2 separate regions of the Oryzias latipes genome follow, and region 1 is linked to region 2. A link is a contact called in public Hi-C data. All regions are on one chromosome and are shown on one strand. Each heading gives the region's core, a stretch centred on a gene start, on an enhancer-like site or on the middle of the called end of the contact. The rest is flanking DNA. Distances are from core to core; before and after follow the strand shown.

Region 1 (2,700 bases), core at 34-2,533, 160 kb after region 2:
AGACTTTTGGTCCTTCAAATCCTTGAACTTTTCAAAATATTCCAGGATGTTTGCCTCCATTGAAATACATGGGGATTCCTTGGTGTATGAGGTCGCTGGTTCTCTGGCATTTTTCCCAAACATAACTTTTTTTGTTATTGTACTGCTTTCACTTTATGTATGGTCAACTTTTTTTGTGCCAATTATTAGCCTTTAAATCTCATTTTCATTCAGCAATACAGCATCCAACCCTGCTCTTTCTTCTGGAAATGCGGCTCCTTGTAGTGTCTTATTACATTCATTTCTGTTCTAAGCCTGTCTGTTGGTCTTGTCATTTCACTGACTGCAGTGTCGACGCTGTCCAGGTGTTTCAGGCTCACCTGTCTTCAGTCTGACCAAACACTCCTGACTGACAGGGACTGCACGCGGCTTGGAGAGCACGTCTGCCAACGCCTCCACGATGCACCTCATCAGCTGTGGACACACAGAGGAAGACAGTGATGGTTCCGTGCTGAGTCAAAGCTCCTGCTGCATTGGTCCTGAAGGAAATGGAACTTAGGCAGCATGAAAAAAGCAATCTGATTGTAAAGAAAGAGATGTCTTTATAAGGCAAAGAGCAAATGTTTGTCCCTTCTGCGTGTTATGTAACATTCTTCTATGCATGTGTCAGCTTTCCTTAGCTGCAGCTAAACTGACAAAAACAACTTCACACAATATGGAAAATGCTCAAGTTTCCTCTGGAATAGATTCATTTAGGTTTAAGCCCTCAGATGATTACATCCATTATTCACAATCTGGATTATTTTTGAACCCTCTTCATGTCTCCGTGAGCATCTCCTCCATGTCTCTTTGGCCATTCATCTTCCTCAGTAGTGGATCCAGAGCAGAGGAAGCTGCGTTGACGGTGGCATTGGTGGACAGATGCTTCGTTACATTTAGATGTTTGATAGGAGCCGCAGGAACTCACCTCCACGTCCTCATGGTGCAGCTGGCTCAAAGGCTGCGGCAGCGACAGAACTGCGGAGAAAGAACACACAGGCTGCTGTCCGTGGTGCTGAATCCGACCGTCCAAAACTTCCGCCGGTCTTACCGCAGCCGGACAGAAGAGTCAGCAGGATCAGCCCCCTCCCCGACATGATGGCACGCGCGCTGCTTCACCGCGTCACGCTTCTCTGATGGAAGCTCGATGGTTATGGACGCATTCTGAGAACAATCCGCCAGCTTCGGGGTTTCTGGAGAGCATCAGCGCCGCAGCCCCGTCCTGCTGTCCATCGACGCCCCCAAGCTGCCGCGCCTCTCACAAAGCCGGAAATGACGTTTTTAGAGGGCCGCGTCATCACCAGGGAGCTGATGTTAGTAGTTGTCAAGGCGCGTTGCCCAGCCAAAATGTTTATTCAAAATAGATTTAGATGAAACATTGATACACTCTGTAGTTTTTGCTGCAATTCTCCTGAAACAGTCATCCATCTCTTCTGGTATTTTCCTAAAGTTAAAGTGTTTTGGCAGAAGATTTGTGATTTCAGTAACAATTAACTTGATTCTTGTTTTGTTTTATTCTGGACAGATGTCTAGTTGAGTCTAAGATCAAAGAATATACAAATGGACGCTAGTTTACTTTTTAAATCTCTTCTTCATTTGGCCAAATTATATATTCACAAATGTAAATTCTCTGGTCGAAAACCCTGTTTCATAATATTCTTTTCTGAGGTACATCTGTATATTAATAGTACTTGTAATTCTAAGAAGCAAAAAGCAATCAGAACATTGTCTGTATGTGATAGATTCAACATTTTCTCGTAAAGTTTGACCCCCTGGCTTATTTCTATTTCTATTCTTGTTTTTTTATGTGTGTTTGATATTTGCAATTATGTTCTGATTGCATACTTGAATGTACATTTTTGTAAAATAGCATCATGTGCAATAAAGTTTATTTTTTTTAAAAAGAAGAAAGAATACCAAAAATATACGTGCCCTGTTTCAGCAAAATGTCATTTCTGTTCCCTCTGCTGTCTTCTGTTGGAAAAATGTATTCCTGACTTGTTCTGGAAAAATATTTTCACTCTGCATCAGATGTTACTAATCAATAACAAGATGAGCAATGTCTCCAACAAACATCTACATAGAATCTAATCCACTAATCAATATATGCTAAGATATAATAAGACAATTGACCCCGACTGTCCTCTCTGTGAAGAACACCCCCAAACAATCAGAGTTTTGGAAAGAATGTACACGTTTTATAAATCACAAATGTGAATCACAATTTCAGATGAAATTTGAATATATCATATTTGGCCTACATAATGAGAACACAAAATCAAACATAATTAATCAAATAATATTATTTAGCAAGTTTCATTTTCTCAAATCAACATTTTCTTCATCACAACTTTTCCCCCTGTAATAATTTAGGAATTAGAATCTCATTTACGCACCAAAAAAGCCATAGGTATTTATGAAAATTGTCTGTCTTTGAACATACTCAATAAATTGTCATGTGTTTCTTTTGTAATGTAAATGCCCCCTGGTATTCTCATTGCTGTGACTATTCTTCTGGTCATGTATAATCGTTCTATGGGTTTTGAACAATAAAGGGTGTTAAGGTGTGAACGGGTGAGGAAGAGGCTGATGTTTGTGCTCATTTAAACTTTACCCTTTGACTGTATCTGCACTCATTCACGTCCAAAAGTATCTGCACCCTCCAGCTCTGAGAAAATTGTT
Region 2 (2,700 bases), core at 142-2,641:
TCCGCTGGTGCTGATGGACCGGTCCAGTTTGCTGCTGATATTGTGCTTGTAAGGGTCCACTCATCCCTTCCCTGGATGTTCACCATTGAGGGGGTAGGAGGCTGTGGTAGAGTGTCTGCCCTGAGACTGAAGCCGTTGATTCAAATCCATGGTCAGGTCATACTAAAGACTCTAAAAATGGAAGACAGTGTCTCCCTGCTGGACTCTCAACATTGAGCGGATGGATATGAGAGACCCTGAGAGTAGACGGTGATGGGGTGGGGGTATAATTGCTTCATACACGATATGTAACATTTAAGAGACATTAAGCTCAGCCCAGTTTGACTGGATCTGAAAGCAGGATGGCAAGGCTGGTTCACACACAGCTGAGTATCTGTGTTTATGTTTCACACCCCCATGAGGGAGAGCGTGACACACGCAGCAACAAGAGGAGGCAGCTTCTTTTTAGTCATAACAAAGCATGAACTGAGGAAAAAAGCCAAGCGCCACCAACCAGACTAAACACGTAAGCAGAAAGTCAGCTGTAGGCTGAGCAGCAGCACAAGATGAGGCACGTTTGAAGGCTGGTTGTTACGTTGCCTGTATCTGATGCTGTTGGTGCTTTTAAAACTCACCACCCATGTGGTTTCATGTCCAGAGGTTTTCTTCCTGCTGGAGCCTCATTTTAGAAAAAGTGGGCGCATCGCTCTGCACTGAAAAACCATGAAAACAGTTGGACGTGCTCCTGACACGTTCGATGTCACTGTTTGTGCTCCGTCCGGTGGCGGTGCTGTGGTCTAGTGAGCCACTGTGATGTTACAGCTACTCAGAAATGCTATTATAGTTGTGCAAATACAAAGCAAAACAAAAGAAAACATCCGTTCATGTGCACATTTAGAAATATTTACTGATTAAATGGATCATAAAAACACAAAAGATCGCTTTTCCAAATTATGAAGTGTCACTCCAATCAGTAGATCACCGTTTCACTACAGTACTACAGTAATGCACAATAGTACAGTACTTTACAATACTTAGTACTTCATAGAATAGGCTATAACCATGCAAAATATGAATTGATTTATATTGACTTCAGATAGACTTTGACTCAAAGAAAACTTGTTCTGTCAATTCCTTTATAGTACTAGTTATAGTACCATTTATCATTTCACAAAGTACTTCCACGCAAAGTATTGACTCATATTTCTCTTTAGTTTCTGAGTAATCCATCAGGGAAACGTCATAGGAAGAAGAACACTGACACTTTCCTTCTTGGTGGTGGTCAGTTGTTGGCTGGTTAATCTGGATTCTTTTGGGGATGATGGGACATGTGAAGTGGGCGGGGTCAGCCGAATGATTGACAGTTCGTGTAATGAGCGCAGTGGTGTTGTATATATGTGGGAGGAGACACGCGTCTGTTCATTCAGTTGTAACCAGAAGAAAGATGAGCGTGCGCTGCGCTCTGACGCACCGAGTTTAGCGGCGACACGAGCCTTTAGCCGCGCGCGCTCGGCTGTGGAGTACTGTGCGATGAGAGAGGAGGACGCACGCGGACTGAAGGACGCACAGCTCTGGATCCTGGTCCCCCCGTCTGTAGGTAACTTTGGGGTTCCTCTGAAGTGGTCGCCTGTGACGCACCGCAGCGCAGGGCTGCTGGGGGACCTCAGAGCAGAGGATTTATAGGACCCCCTACCCACTCCCACCCCCCCGGCCAGAGACGTCTCCTGTTTGCTTCCTTCGGTGGAAATCCTCCAGAATCAGAGGGTTTGTGTCTCACTGGCTGCCCTGGAGAAACAAGAAGGATGGCAGCTTGGTTCACCTTCACCATCGCAGTCAGCACTGCGTTGATATCACAGGTATGAAGGAAGGTCTTCATCTCCACGGTGGTCTTCAGAGCTTTGGCTAAAACAAGTCGAAGAGCCAAGGTTCTTTTATTTCTTTTTATTTTCTTTACTCAAGTCCCTTTAAGATACAAGTCTATCTTAAATCCTATGTCCCTGTTTTAGGTCTCTGGATCTGGAATCTTTGAGCTTCATCTCCACGAATTTCAAAACCACCAAGGATTGCTGTCAGATGGACGCGCGTGCGCTCCCAGCTGCAGGACTTATTTTCGGGTTTGCTTGAAGAACTATCAGACTGTCATCTCACCAGGTGACTGCATCTTTGGAAGCACAGTCACGCCCGTGCTCGGGGCAAACTCTTTCCAAGCCAAAGACACCGGGACTTTACCGGGACCCATCCAGATCCCCTTCAAGTTCGGATGGCCGGTAAGGGCGTGGAGCTCCACACGACACGCGCGCTTCTCTGTGTGCTGGCAGCAGCCGCGCGCGGGTGGCTTGCTCTCGGCCAGCACAGCGGTTGTTGTTGTGGTTGAGCTCATCTAATCCCTGTCATTAGGTAATGCTCAGGTGACAAACAGATTTATCACTTCAGATTCCACGCGCCGTGGATGTCCCTGACACTCAAACTGAAGCAGCAATCGATCTAAGTCCATCAAAGGAAACCGTGTTTAGTGCATTGTGGGAAATGTCCCAACATTCATTGTGTGTGATCATCTGTCTGCAGGGATCGTTTTCATTAATCATTGAGGCCTGGCATTCATCCTATGGAAACAAGCGCCCTGCAGGTAAGAGCAACCCTTCCCGCCACAGGAGGGAGCTGTGTGTGTGTGGGGGGGAGGGGGGTGGACACCAGCTCCACTCTTTAACAAAACTCCATTCC

The links. A called contact is a pair of places that touch in the nucleus more often than the background predicts.
Region 1: a contact with region 2 is called in a Hi-C map of embryo, with 2.3 times the contacts expected there. The contact joins the promoter of chga here to the promoter of LOC101163294 in region 2. A contact is called at or near these places in 2 of 5 Hi-C or Micro-C datasets (both in embryo).

The regions. Positions count from the first base shown.
Region 1 is chr24:22,042,464-22,045,163 of ASM223467v1, forward strand. It overlaps chga (chromogranin-A), which reads right to left and starts at 1,284. Exons shown (of 8, transcript XM_023953204.1): 1 at 1,070-1,284; 2 at 947-996; 3 at 360-453. The coding sequence starts at 1,115.
Region 2 is chr24:21,884,217-21,886,916 of ASM223467v1, forward strand. It overlaps LOC101163294 (delta-like protein 4), which reads left to right and starts at 1,392. Exons shown (of 11, transcript XM_004083989.4): 1 at 1,392-1,835; 2 at 1,986-2,246; 3 at 2,545-2,605. The coding sequence starts at 1,782.